2 separate regions of the Mus musculus genome follow, and region 2 is linked to region 1. A link is a contact called in public HiChIP or PLAC-seq data. All regions are on one chromosome and are shown on one strand. Each heading gives the region's core, a stretch centred on a gene start, on an enhancer-like site or on the middle of the called end of the contact. The rest is flanking DNA. Distances are from core to core; before and after follow the strand shown.

The links. HiChIP or PLAC-seq counts read pairs in DNA pulled down with a chosen protein or histone mark.
Region 2: a contact with region 1 is called in an H3K4me3 HiChIP or PLAC-seq map of bone marrow-derived macrophages, with 3 times the contacts expected there. The contact joins two enhancer-like sites. A contact is called at or near these places in 1 of 15 datasets of contacts at CTCF or cohesin (the NIH/3T3 cell line), 29 of 484 Hi-C or Micro-C datasets (the 3T3-L1 cell line, the AML12 cell line, the C2C12 cell line and 14 more), 7 of 115 datasets of contacts at active chromatin or transcription factors (the HPC-7 cell line, acute myeloid leukemia, bone marrow-derived macrophages and 3 more) and 1 of 9 other capture datasets (embryonic stem cells).

What each region holds. Positions count from the first base shown.
Region 1 is chr10:120,489,409-120,495,983 of GRCm38.p6, forward strand. No RefSeq gene overlaps it. Among named protein-coding and RNA genes, the nearest start is that of Hmga2, 16 kb to the left of the region's middle. Within about 2 kb of position 2,308, at least 5 of the 459 cell types and tissues checked have an H3K27ac peak or open chromatin away from gene starts, as enhancers often do. A contact at or near this core is called in bone marrow-derived macrophages, where this site is marked.
Region 2 is chr10:120,690,779-120,697,353 of GRCm38.p6, forward strand. Gm35062 (a long non-coding RNA gene) reads left to right here. Exons shown (of 3, transcript XR_872122.1): 2 at 3,822-4,033; 3 at 4,373-4,401. Among named protein-coding and RNA genes, the nearest start is that of Gm35062, 5.7 kb to the left of the region's middle. Within about 2 kb of position 3,908, at least 25 of the 459 cell types and tissues checked have an H3K27ac peak or open chromatin away from gene starts, as enhancers often do. A contact at or near this core is called in bone marrow-derived macrophages, where this site is marked.

The DNA of each region.
Region 1 (6,575 bases), core at 1,058-3,557:
AAATGAGTACCCACTTGTTGTCAAGCCTTGCTTTGGATGTAGGCCAAAGGTTGGAGAAGAACAAAAGGAGAAAGAAGGAAATAAAAGTATGTCAGACCTGGATGGGGGTTCCAACTTCAAAACGCTGATCGAGTGGCCCAGAGTTACATGTAGACACATCACTATAAGGTAAAGCAGAAGGAAAGAGGAACCGCCGGGTATGTGTTGAACACGGGGACATGGTAGACTACTTGTGGGTAATGGCCCTCCAGAGGGTCTTGAAGGACAGCTAGACACAGAGATGGAGCAATGGAATTTGAAGCAAAGGGAGGGCTCTGAGGAAAAGTTGCTGAAGTGCAAACCTGAAACCATGCAGCAGAGAGGTTTGGCTTTTCTGTTAGGCAGCTGGCAGCTGGAAGCAATTCCCTGCAGATGGCCCTCATGAAGCACCGAACCGCCAAGCCTGAGTATAGAGATCTCCCAAGTTTATAGGAACAAAAAGAGGTGTTGAGCTACCTACACATGGGTAGCACTGAGGAGTTACTGTCACTGGAGGGCTGAAGAAGGAGAGGGAGAAGTCATGCAGAAGTCAGAACCCTTGAGGAGGAGCTGGGCTGTGAGCCCAGGCTATGTTGGGAGAAGCCCAGGCTAGGAAAAATTTGTGACCAGTGTCCGAGAGGAGGCTCTAGAGAAGGGACAAGGTGAGAAAAGGACCCTGATCTCCTCTCCTTTCTTGTCAGAGTTCTTAGGTCATGCTTCTATTGCTCAAACTCAAGGACAGCCACAGTCAAGGTACCCTGGATAACTGAGACCACCAGTCCGGGCCACTAAATAATCAGTTCTCAACCTGTGGCTCGTGACCCCTTTGGCAAACAAACCTCTGTCTCCAAAAATATTTACGTTACAATTCACAACAGGAGCAAAACTACAGTCCACGGGTGTCTCTGCCTGCCTTTCTCTTTCCACGCTCTGCGGGTGCTCAGCCTCTTCCTCTCGCCTAGAATGGTTACCTCATCTTCAAAGTATGGCCACTCCACCTCAAGTTCAGCAGCCACGTGCTAGACAAAACAGGAGCAAAATAAGGAAAACAGACTGGTCCAGAAATCCACAGCAGATTTTCACAAGGTCAGTCTCAGCTCCAGATGAGAGAGGCTGCAAAAATAAAAAATAAAATAAAAAAGTAAATAAAATATAAAATGTTTTACTACTCTGAATAAGTTCAGTTGGAATTTGTTTGCTCATTGAGATAAGGTCTTGCTTGCTCTGCAAGTCAGAAAGATCTTCAACTCTCTCTGTAGCCCAGGCTAATTCACATTTTATGATGCCCCTGCCTTAGCCTTATTGGGATTAGAGCCATGTGCCACCACACCTGATTGAGAATCTGTCATTTGAATATATATATACATATATATACACATATACATATATACACGTATACACGTATACATATATACACACACACATATATGTGTGTATGTATATGTGCATATATATACATATATGTGTATATATATGTCTGTGAGCTGGGTGTATGTACATGTGCTCCTTCACATACTTGGGGCACACTTGTGTGTACAGGTACTCATGTGCACAAGCCTGTGGAAACCTAAGACTGCTGCTGGATAGCATCCTTAATGGCTTTCACATTTTATCTGAGGGTCTCTCGAGGTGTGGAGCTTAGCCAGTCAGCTTGCTCTGGGAATACCCCTGCCTCTACTTCTGCTTGCTGGGGTCACAGGTGGACACCAGGCCTACTCAGCTTTTCTGGGGGCCTTGAGAGTATGGACCCTGTGTCTCACGCTTGTCCCACAGGTGCTTCAGTGATTTTTAAAGAAAGAAGTCAACAGATAAATTCTGGGTAGCGGCTAGCAATGTTTGATACAAAAGAACAGTTTTGGTATAATCCAACACTCTCGTTTTTAATCATTTCAGCTTCTAATAATTTCAGATTTTAATATAGTCTCCCAAATGGAGACCTTGAGGAAGATGCTACTGGGGGAAGGGATGGAATGTTTGAGATCTAAGATGCCCTGAAGTTTGAGTGCAATAATGAGTTCACCGTGTTAGTAAATAGGAAGCAAGATGCCATTGAGACAGAACTGAGCGGGGAGGGAAACTGGACTGTTGTTTTCAATAATTCACTCCCTTCCTCTGTAAAATTACACTCTCTTGCTCTTTCACTCTGGAAGCCAAGCTTTGCGATACTGGCTGTATTGAAGTTGGGTTTGGTGACAGGAAATTTTTGGACAGCAGTTGGAAAGCAGAAGTGTCATGTGCCAGATCCAGGCCACAGGCTGTTCCTGCTTGTCATCTGAGAGTGGACACTCCACCACGTCAGAAACAGTCTCAGTCCTGCAATGAAGACACATGAAATAATATCAGAATGGATGCCTCGCCCTACAGAGTGAGGACTGGGTGCCAGTGGTCGAAGCCACTGGGCTTTGTGGTTGCTTATAATGCTGTTTGAGGGAAGGGCCATTGGTTCCAGTACTGGTAGTCATCTTCCGGAGCACAGGGAAGTGATGTCACTCCCACTAGGATGCTGCGCTCCCACTAGGATGCTGCGCTCCCACTAGGATGCTGCGCTCCGATCATAAACGCATACGGCGGAAGTGTTGCTGAGGGCACAGGGCCACTGGCGCATTGACATGTTGCTTCTTGAGATGTGATACAGTTGCTTGAGGAAACAAACTCTCATGAGAACCTTAAGAGTACAATTTCCACAGGGCTCGTCCTTAGGGACCTCAGAGTCAGCTCGAGACAACCCCAAGTCCAGTTCTCAGCATAAAGATTTATTTGTCTCAAATGGACAGAGAGCAGGGAATTAAAGACAGAGGCAAGAGTTAGAGAGAGATGGGGAAAGGAACAAGGGAGAGGGGAGAACGGGAGCAAGGGGAGTGTAATGGTATATTAGTCCAGGGTGGGGGTGGGACATAACAAAGGACTGCCTCTGGATAGAGAGAAGACAGCCATGACCCATAGACAAATGTTGGTTTATAAAGGTGAAAGGGGAAATCACATGTTAGGATGAGTTGACTAATTTTAATTGGGCACGATAATTAAAGTGGCCAAAAGGGGGCTTTTGATGGTTGGACTTCAATGCTTTGATAACTGGACCTTGGTGGTCAGCCTCAGGGGGAGGAAGTGGCCAAATAAGGGACTAGCCCTTGGTGGCTAGCTTTAGGAATGTCATCTAATGGCTCTTAGCAAGGCAGAGGGAATAGAAGAAGTGCAAGGCTTTCCAGAGCCATGTTTGTCATGCTCATACCAACTAGAGTTTCTTCACTCAGCATGTCTATTCATATTACATATCATTTATGTATGTGTATATAAACAAAATGTAAACATCCACACAACCATACTGGCTAAAACACGGAAAAAGCACAAACATAAAATGTTCACGATCCGGTAACTGGAAAAATAAAATATCTGTCCATTCACGATATGGGATAGTACTCAACACTGAAAAAGACACGAAGCACTGGCATGCGCTACAACATGCTACAACCGTGTATGATTCTTGGAAAGAATATGCTGAGTCAGACTCTGAAGGATACTATTGTAAAATTTCATTAATGGGTTAGTGGTTAAGAACACTTACTGCTCTTCCAGAGGCCTGGAGTATCCATGTTGGACAGCTCACAACCATCTGTAGTCTCAGCTGCAGGGAATCTGAGGTCTGACCTCTGTGGCCAGTGAACATAGACTCACGGGCCCAGACGCATGCGTGCACATGCGCACATCCACCCCTCCCCCCTCACTCATATTAAATCTTTTAAAATAGTCTATTTATGTAAAATATCCAGAATTGCCAAAAGTACTGGTAAGGAAAGTCTATTCCTGTTCTGTGAGGAACAGAAAGCAGTGAAGAGCAGCTGCTGGCACTCAGACCTTCGCCTTTCAGAACGAGTAAAGGAATTCTACAGCTGGTTGTAGTAACGATTTCACAACTGTGAGTACACTAAAAACTAGTGAACTGGGCGCTCTAAACAGGCACATTGTTTGAGATGTAAACGGAATTTTAATATAGTCATTTAAAGCAGTGAACAAGGTTGGCCCTCCCTCAAGGCACCTGCTGTGACCTGGGACTCATCAGAATCACGCTGTCTCTGTCTCGCCAGATCTGGACCGTGACTAATGGGACACTAGACTGAGAAGTCGGTGTGATCTCTGTCCAACAGTGGTCAGGTTTTCTCTTCGTGATTCCAGGTGGCACTTTGGCCGGCTGTCCTCTCCAAAACCCTTCTTCAAATTTCACTGCAACTTTAAGACTCTTGGGAAGGACCTTCCTGGGTACTGTTTGTGCTGTTATAAAAACACAGCCAGGACCCCTCCTCTCATTTGCCCTCTTCCTTTCAGTTCTGCCTTCCCACCTGCTACTACTCAAGGGTGAAGAATTCCCTCTCTGAAGATGAAGCAGTGTTTGAGGTACTGTCTTGGTACATGACAGAGGAATGCACCCGGACTTGGGAACTGTTCATGGTAAAGAGCCTTACTCCCCCCCCCCCATTTTTTTCTCTCAGCAGCAAGAAGCAGACTAAGAAACTTGCCTGTGTAGGATAAAGACAGCTACTCTTGGCCTTGTTAGGTCCGACTCCAACTCAGTGGTTTTCAAGTTCCTATAAATTGTCTCCTCTAAAATGAGCACACACTCTACTAAAAGAAATCCCCACTGTAGAACATTCAAACAATTCAGAAATATTTGGACCCAAACATGAAAGATCCTCTTTCCCATCCTTTCTGTTTTGTATTTATTTTTCTTCTCAGAGGCAACTATTAGAAACAGTTGATATATATTCCAGTCCTTTACTTTAAAAATCTACATATGTATATTTATACAGGTATATATCTCTGTCCACATTCATATCCATTTTAATATCTACATCTTTGTTTTAGGAATGAGATCATACTATAGACATTGTTTGGGAACTTACTTTAAAAAAACAAAACAAAACAAACTTATATGGTGATTTGAATAAGAATGACCCCACAAGCCAGGCAGTGGTGGCGCGTGCCTTTAATCCCAGCACTCGGGAGGCAGAGGCAGGCAGATTTCTGAGTTCGAGGCCAGCCTGGTCTACAGAGTGAGTTCCAGGACAGCCAGGGCTATACAGAGAAACCCTGTCTCGAAAACAAAACAAAACAAAACAAAACAAAACAAGAAATCCTTAGGGCTGGAGAGATGGCTCAGTGGTTAAGAGCACTGACTGCTCTTCCATAGGTCCTGAGTTCAAATCCCAGCAACCACATGGTGGCTCACAACCATCCTTAATGAAATCTGACACCCTCTTCTGGAGTGTCTGGGGACAGCTACAGTGTAGTTACATATAATAAATAAATCTTAAAAAAAAAAATCCTTAAAAAGTGCAGTTCAAGATCACAACATGCCTTCACAGTAACTTTGTTCAAAGACATGGGCTGCAAGATGACTCAGCAGAAAAAAGCACTTGCCACCAAGCCTGATGACCTAAGGCACCCAGAACCCACATCCTAGAAGTAGATAAGGGACCCCTCCAAATTGTCCTGTGTGTGCTCCACTGCACATATATACACAAAATAAATAAACACGCATACACAGGTATATATTTCACTCCTGTGTGTGTGTGTGTGTGTGTGTGTGTGTGTGTGTTTGTATGTAAAAACAGACACAGACATAGTTTACCTTGGAAATGACCAGGACTACAAACTTATAGTTTCTATTTCTGTGTAATAGCTGAAATGTAAGTAAGTCTACCTAAATGGAAACAGATTAGAGGTACTATGGAACCATAAGCCAAAATAAACTCCTCGCCCTGTAAGTTAACTTGGCCAGGGTGCTTTATCCTTATGTGATATAAGTGATTATTCCTTATGTGAACTTAAAGTCTCATCTATATTTAAGATAAAACACCAGCACTCGGGAGGCAGAGGCAGGCGGATCTCTGAGTTTGAGGCCAGCCTGGTCTACAAAGTGAGTTCCAGGACAGCCAAGACTACACAGAGAAACCCTGTCTCGGAAAACCAAAAAAAAAAAAAAAGAAAGAAAAGAAAAAATAATATAGAACCACACTTGGTGAGATATCATTCCTATTTCTTGTCCAAACTGCAAACTCTTTCCTTGAAATCAGATCCTTTGTGTCTGTATTCTTTTGGGGGTTTTGTTTGTTTGTTTGTTTTTGTTTTGTTTTTTGAGACAGGGTTTCTCTGTGTAGCCCTGACTGTCCTGGAACTCACTTTGTAGACCAGGCTGGCCTTGAACTCAGAAATCCACCTGCCTCTGCCTCCCGAGTGCTGGGATTAAAGGAGTGTGCCACCACCAACCGGCTGTGTCTGTATTCTTTGGCCTCTTCCTATGACTCACTGGAGAGAGGCTCAGAGGTTAAGAGCAAGTGCTGTCCTGGCAGAAGACCTAAGCTCAGCTCCCAGCACCCATGTCTGATGGTTTACAACCATCTGGAACCACAGCATCCAGGGAGCCAATGCTCTTTTCTGGCCTGCCAAGAGCATTTGTAATCACATGAACATACTTACACCCAGAGTTACTGGAATACACACAATTGAAAAGTAAGAAACCAAAAGTTAAAAAGAAAACTGTCCCACTCACCGTCCAAAGTGTA
Region 2 (6,575 bases), core at 2,658-5,157, 200 kb after region 1:
AATCTCTATCTTTTTCTCTCTCAGACACACAATCTCTGTCTGTCTGTGTCTCTCTCTGTGTCTCTGTCTCTCTCTCTCTCTCACACACACACACATACCCCACAAGTGAGATTTGGAAATCGATATAGAGCAAGTAGACATGAGAGGCTGCGTGGATAAAATCGCCACTTTATCATGGAGCACTATTTAGTGGTATTTTAGAACTTTCCAAATAGTTCTAATAATGGAATAGGTAACAGAGGTTGCAAGGGATCTCTTGTGATCCATTCCCAACTACAGGCCTTATATTGGCTTCAAATGCACTTGTTTAAAAGTGGTGACTTTTTGTCTTTAAGGAACCAGCATTTCAGAAGAAATTGTTGTTTTTTCTTTCTGCTCCTTTCCCTGTGTTTTTCCTAACACTTGCAAGGTTTTTCAGCTCATTAGAGCACCCTAAACAAATATCATGACACAAATCTTTAGTTTGGTTCAGTAAATCTTTTCTGAATGACTCACAAAAAAGGAAACAAACAAACAAACAAACCCAGATGTGTAAGTTCATAAAAGAGTTTTGAAACATATAAAGGTTATGTTTTATAACACTTATTTCTAAGATTTGCAGATAACCCAATTACAGCAAAAGACAAAAAACCAATTCAGTGGGTCATCTTCTGTGCTCCTTCAAGTACAAGCTCAGCTGAAAAGTGAAGCAATTATCTGGATAATTCAGTCCAAAAAAAAAAAAAAAAAAAAGAAAGAAAGAAAGAAAACATAACAAAGTATTAAAGGAAACAGGGCCCTTTTTTCCTGTCCCAAATTCACTGGAGCCATCCAATAACATGACCCACTGTAGTGGAATTTGGCATTAAAAAGGCTTGTCTTGGCTCCCGTCCAGTGGAGTTTAGTTACTAGATTCTTTGAAGGACATTGTACAAACATGGTCTCCCATGTAACTTGGTTCTAAGGCCTGGATTGCAAGAATGAACGTTGATGTTACTACGCAGTGAGGGGGGTTGTTCATTGGATCAAATTATCCAGAAAGCCTCTATCCTCTTACTTCCCAGTCCTGGGTTAGACCATGGCAATGTGTACTGCCAGCACTTCTGTGTGAGTGTTTGGAGCCTAGATCCTACAAGTAGAAGCAACTGGGTGAAAGGTGGCAGCCATTTGTCAATTGAGTGATTCTTTGCTCCTTAGCCCTGTCTTCTATATTTAATCCCCGGGATCTTCGTGACCATTTGACTGGTGGTAGAAATGACTGTGGGGTCGCTCACTGATATCTCAGCATCTTTCATGAGTCCTGCCTGCTCTGTGAATATGTGTTTATATATCACAGAGAGCAGCCATGCTCGGGAAGATAGCCTCAGTGCCTTCTGTTTGCTTGGCTGTGCTTCCAGGGCATTGGGAAGCATGACTAAGCAGGGGCTTCTGAAAAAAATGACCTGGAACTGGTCAGAGACACCTGGTAAACTAAAGCTTCCTGCCCTTGGGAGCTCAGACACATGACGTTCCTGGGGACACTGCTTTTGCTTACTATTCACCAGTGGGAAGAGCTTTGTCAGGAGAAAGGCAAGTCCTTTGTCTTCTAGAAGTCACATCTTTTTTTTTTTTTTAAATAGGGACTGAGCTAGGGAGGGAAAACTGGCCCTGTGTTTCCTATGCACGAGTCCCATATGTGAGCTTTCATTTAAAGGTCTGAGTTCAAGGAGTGGGTTATAGCCCTAGAAATAAGAGGTACATTTTCCTACAGCAATATGATTTTCAAGAAATGTATCATCTCGTACCTAATAGATTGCTTTTATCAATAAAGCCTACTTGAGGTATGTGTTAAAATTGTGATGGATAATTCAATTTTTTTTTTATTTTGGGGGGGAGGAGAGTGTGGAGCTAGAATTAAACCCAGCACATTGGCAAGCCAGGCAAGTTCTCTACCATTGAGCCACACTGCCAAGTCCCCTGAAAGTGATTTTTAATATCGTCTGCCTCAAGGCGACTGACAACACGATCCCCTTTGGTGTTTTGTGTAGGCAAATTCGTTTTCTGTGTAGACAGACATATAGACTTTACCTGAGCCCAGGGAACGCTGGGATATGAGGAAATGCAGAGTCTGCTTGCTAATGAACAAGGACAGTGGGTAGCATTCCCAGCATTTTAGGGGACAGCAGAGAGAACAGCTTAAAAATTAAACACCTTCATTTCTACCTTAGATTTACACTACCAACCCTCTTGCTTTCCTCTGCTTTCTCCTGTTCCTCCTCCACCTCTCCCTTCTCCATCTCTTCCTCCTCCCTGTTCTTCTTCTCCATTTCTCTGTAGTTATTCCTTTGAGATCTGCCCAGGTCCTCCTTTCTCATCCATGGTTCACATCCCATCACCTAACACTGCTCACAATCATCCGGGGAGACACACTTTCACTTACACACTTTTCAAACAGGAAGTTAAGAAAGCACAATGGAACCGAGGCTGAGCTGAGCTATTGTCCTGGAAAAAGATCTCATTACAATGATATGAAAGGGTTTTGTTTTTTGGGGTTTTGGTTTTTTTGGGGGGCTGTAAAACAGGAGGCATATTTATGCCCTCCTAAAGATGAATAGACTTATTTATAGGTAGGCAGACATTCCATATGATAAGCTAAAATTAATCATGCTGCTGAAGAGGTTGGAGTCCAAATTAAATATAGAAGGGCAGCCCGGCTCTTCCTCTGGTGTGCTTTAATGAAGACTACAGAGGCCGGAGAAATATTTATATTCTTTCATTCATATTTTCGGAATTGCCTCATGTCTCAGTCCAGACACACCCCACACCCCCATCCACACACACAATCTCTCATTTAAGGGAAGGAACTTCAAAATGAACGTGGATATTCTCAACTCAGTGTATCTTGAAGAAGAAGAAGAGGAGAAGAGGAGGAGGTAGAGGAAAGGAAGAAAGGAAAAGAGAGGGGTGAGAGAGGGGGGGTATTAGTGGGACTGCTCTTTTTAAAAACAGCAGCTCCCTTAAAACCAGATGACTTCCGTGGGTGATACACATGGGGTTCACCTACCAGTACTTTGTACAGCACATGATGTCTTAGGGGGAGTGAGTGAGTGAGAGAGAGACTTGGACCAGTACTTAGACTGTCTTTAGGTGACTGCCATAGGTTTCCCCAGTGAGCGCCATAGATAAGGGTTCTTTCCCAAGCTGCCTAACTGCCTGTGGTTGACAAAAGTCCCTGTCAAGCACTTGGGGTAATGTAGTTAAAGATGGATGCTAGTGGTGAGGGAAGACTCTTTAAGCCAAATGTCTTGCTGCCTTCTCCTGATGAAGTTCAAGGGTAGAGATGACCTGTCTTCCTATGTTTCCTATTAACAGTAGGACTAGAGACCTCAGCTGAACTGCAGAATCGAGGGTCAGGAAGAGACTCCTAATTATTCTGGTCTTGAGTCAGGCTTAAATGATATCTCTTCCATTCTGGCTCCACATCCAGATTCTCTCTGCAGAGTCACATAGCTGGATCATGGCACCCCAAGTGAGAAAATAACATCTTCAGACAGTGGGAGATAAGGAGGCAGAGGAGTGTCCCAGGCCTGGGCGGGGGGCGGGGGAGGGGCGTGCATGTTGATATCACTGAGTTATGAACTATTTCCTTTTAATCCGGTTTCAAAAGATGACTTCCTCCATATGTGATTAATTCTGCCTATAACTACAAGGAACTGCATATTTTAGAGCCGGAGTGTCATCAGTACGAATGTTTAAACAATCTCTGTGGTCTCTTTCCCACACACTGATTTAACATGTATATAAAAAGGCTTTCGGAATGAGCGTTTCACATTTGCTTCTCGAACTTCACCGTCTGTTTTCAGTAAATCGTGAAGATGAAACTCTCCCCATTCATGCCTGGAGCGCTGGCCAATTGCAACTGCGGAATGCGCATTCAGGACCTCTCACGAATGCGGTTCCCTTCTCGCGAACCCAGCCCGCCCAGCCTGCCGCCTGTTCTTTCCCCAACGAAATCAACAAGACCGCAGCGGAAAGGTTTCATGGTCAAGAAGGCTGACCTAGTCTCCTAATGAATGTGAGAACAGTAGGGGCCACATAGGTTCAAGTCCTCCCTCCCTCCTACATTTGCATCTGTCCCCACCCTGTAATGGCCCCAGTTCACATTTTACTGCTGTATTGGGAGCAGAATCTCTTTTCAGTTTAAAGTGTCCCAGGTTGAACTGAGATCTGTATGAGACTGTCTACTGTCACATCCAACTGAGGTCTCTACTGTTCGGTTGCTTTATGTAGGAGAAGGGGGTGGTTTGGTTTGGTCTGGTCTGGCTTTTTGTTTGTTGTCTGTTTTTGTTTGTTTTGCTTTTTGTTTTTTGTTAGTTTGTTTTTTTGTAATTGTTGTTGTCTTTTTTCAAGACAGGGTTTCTCTGTGTAGCCTTGGCTGTCCTGAAACTCACTCTGGAGACTGGCCTCCAACTCACCGAGATCCACCTGTTTCTGACTCCCAAGTGCTGGGCTTAAAGGTGTGTACTGTTGCTACCACCCTCTCAACCTGTGTTTTCTGGCTCTCACCTTGTTTTTTTTTTCTGGGTGTAGCAGCAATTGGTGCTGGAATTCGAATCCCAGCATCTCCTTTCAAGCGGGCGAAACCGTCAGAAACCAATCTCAGAGTTAACAAAGTTAGCTAACAAAGACAAGACCTCTGCAAAACGGAAGACCACAACGTCCCCATCCCGGACGTCATCTGCTGCCCTTCTTGACCTGACTCAGGAGATAAACGCCCATTCTCCAGGGCGGGCAAGTAAAGTCATTAGAGCATAGACAGTGGGAGAGAGTGGCTCCTCTCCCTGATAAGATGGAAACAGAGAACCAAAGACCCTTGAAGAAGGGAGGAGAGGTGGCAGAGGTGGAGACTGCAGGCAGAGGCAGTTTACAAGGGCAGAGGCAAAATGGAGTCTTTTGTTTGGAATTTCAAAACAGCCAAGACAGAGCATTAAGGCAAGTCAAGGGTTTTTTTGTTTTTGTTTTTGTTTTTTTTTCTGAGCAGGAAGGCTAGTGTGAGGTGCCACAAGGACTGTGTTCAGACAGCAGGCCCTCCTCAGAAGAGATAAATTGTTGATGTGCCTAGCAAATATTCTCTGAAAGGTTCCCCAACCTCAGACGGTACCACCAGTATTCAGGGCAGAACTACGGGCTTCCCAGTGTACCCAGAGACTGAAGAGCACAGCCCCCCTCCCAGTTGTCTGTTTTCATTACAATTAAACATTCTACATTCTGGGAAAGAGAGAGTCCGCAAGCAGGAGGTAAATATTTTTGCCATCTTTGAAAAAAGGATGAAGGCTGAGAGTCACAAAATTACATTGATTTAAAGAAGTAGGGGAAATTGATATGTTTTGCTCACTTCGGTTTGTAGGCTGAAATTTATTCCACATATGTCTTTATAAATATTTAAGTATATAAAACCAAATGTTTAATATAAGATCCACATTGTAAATATTCCTTTGAGAGTATTTTTCTGCATGGACTGGAATGGCTGAACTTCTTAAAATATAAGTCCAAGGGGCGGAGGGGACAGAGCCTGCGTTTTTGGTAACCCTCCCTGGAATACCCACAGGCTGTCTCCACTGCTGCAAGGAGTTTTAATGTACATTTAAAATTCTAAAATTCTGAACTTTTTTTTTTTTTTTTGTCTCTTCCAACATTTTCCTTGTCCATTTCCCATGCAAAGAATCCCTGGATGGTGGGTTCTGTGGGCTGAGGCCTCTGCACCGCTTTTGTTAACTGATTACAGAATTGAACTTGTTTTTCTCCTCCTAATGACAGTCAATGTCTTCTTAAACACCCACTCCTCTTTGTAGTAGTTATCTTACTGGAGCAAGTTAGTGAGCTACAGTACCCTCCTCTGTCACATCAGGATCACAGCCACCTCCTGGGGTGTTGGCAAGGTTAAGAAGTGTCTTGTGGGTCACCTGGTAGATGGCTGTTGTTTGGCCCAGGATATGACTCCACCATACTGATTAGACTATAGTGACTGTTTCTATTTTGAATTCATGGTTACCGAAGGGGTAAGGGGGTGGACTTTGTTGTTTTGTTTTTTCATAGATAAATACTCTCAACCTTTTGACCTCCACACATGCCATGGCATTTATTCCTCTTCACATTTATATTTATAAATAAATAAATAAATAAAGCAAGCAACAGGGTAAAAAGGACTAGAGAAGCCGCAGTCTTCACTGATCTTCAAAGTGAATGAGAACAGTTCATCTCATCTCATCTCAGTGAAGGTGACTTGGCTCACAGGGGAACCTCAGAGCTCCCTGCCGGCATGAATGTGGCCTGGGATCCTCCCGCCGCCCCACCCCCACCCCCTTGCCAGTGAAACTCTAACTGTATCTATTACTATATATCGCCTAAGTAAGATTTTTAGCAAAAAAAAAAAAAAAAAAAAAAAACCTTTGTAGCCAACAGAAACAAAAGCAAATGAAACGATCTGACCCGGTGCACCCTCTTCTTTCAGAGTCAGTGACAGTTAACCCTAGAAAATGTAAGCGTCTTGACCGATATCGCACACCAAATCAGTGGCAGAGCCCAGAGTAAGCTGAGCTCCCGCCCCCCTCCAGCTG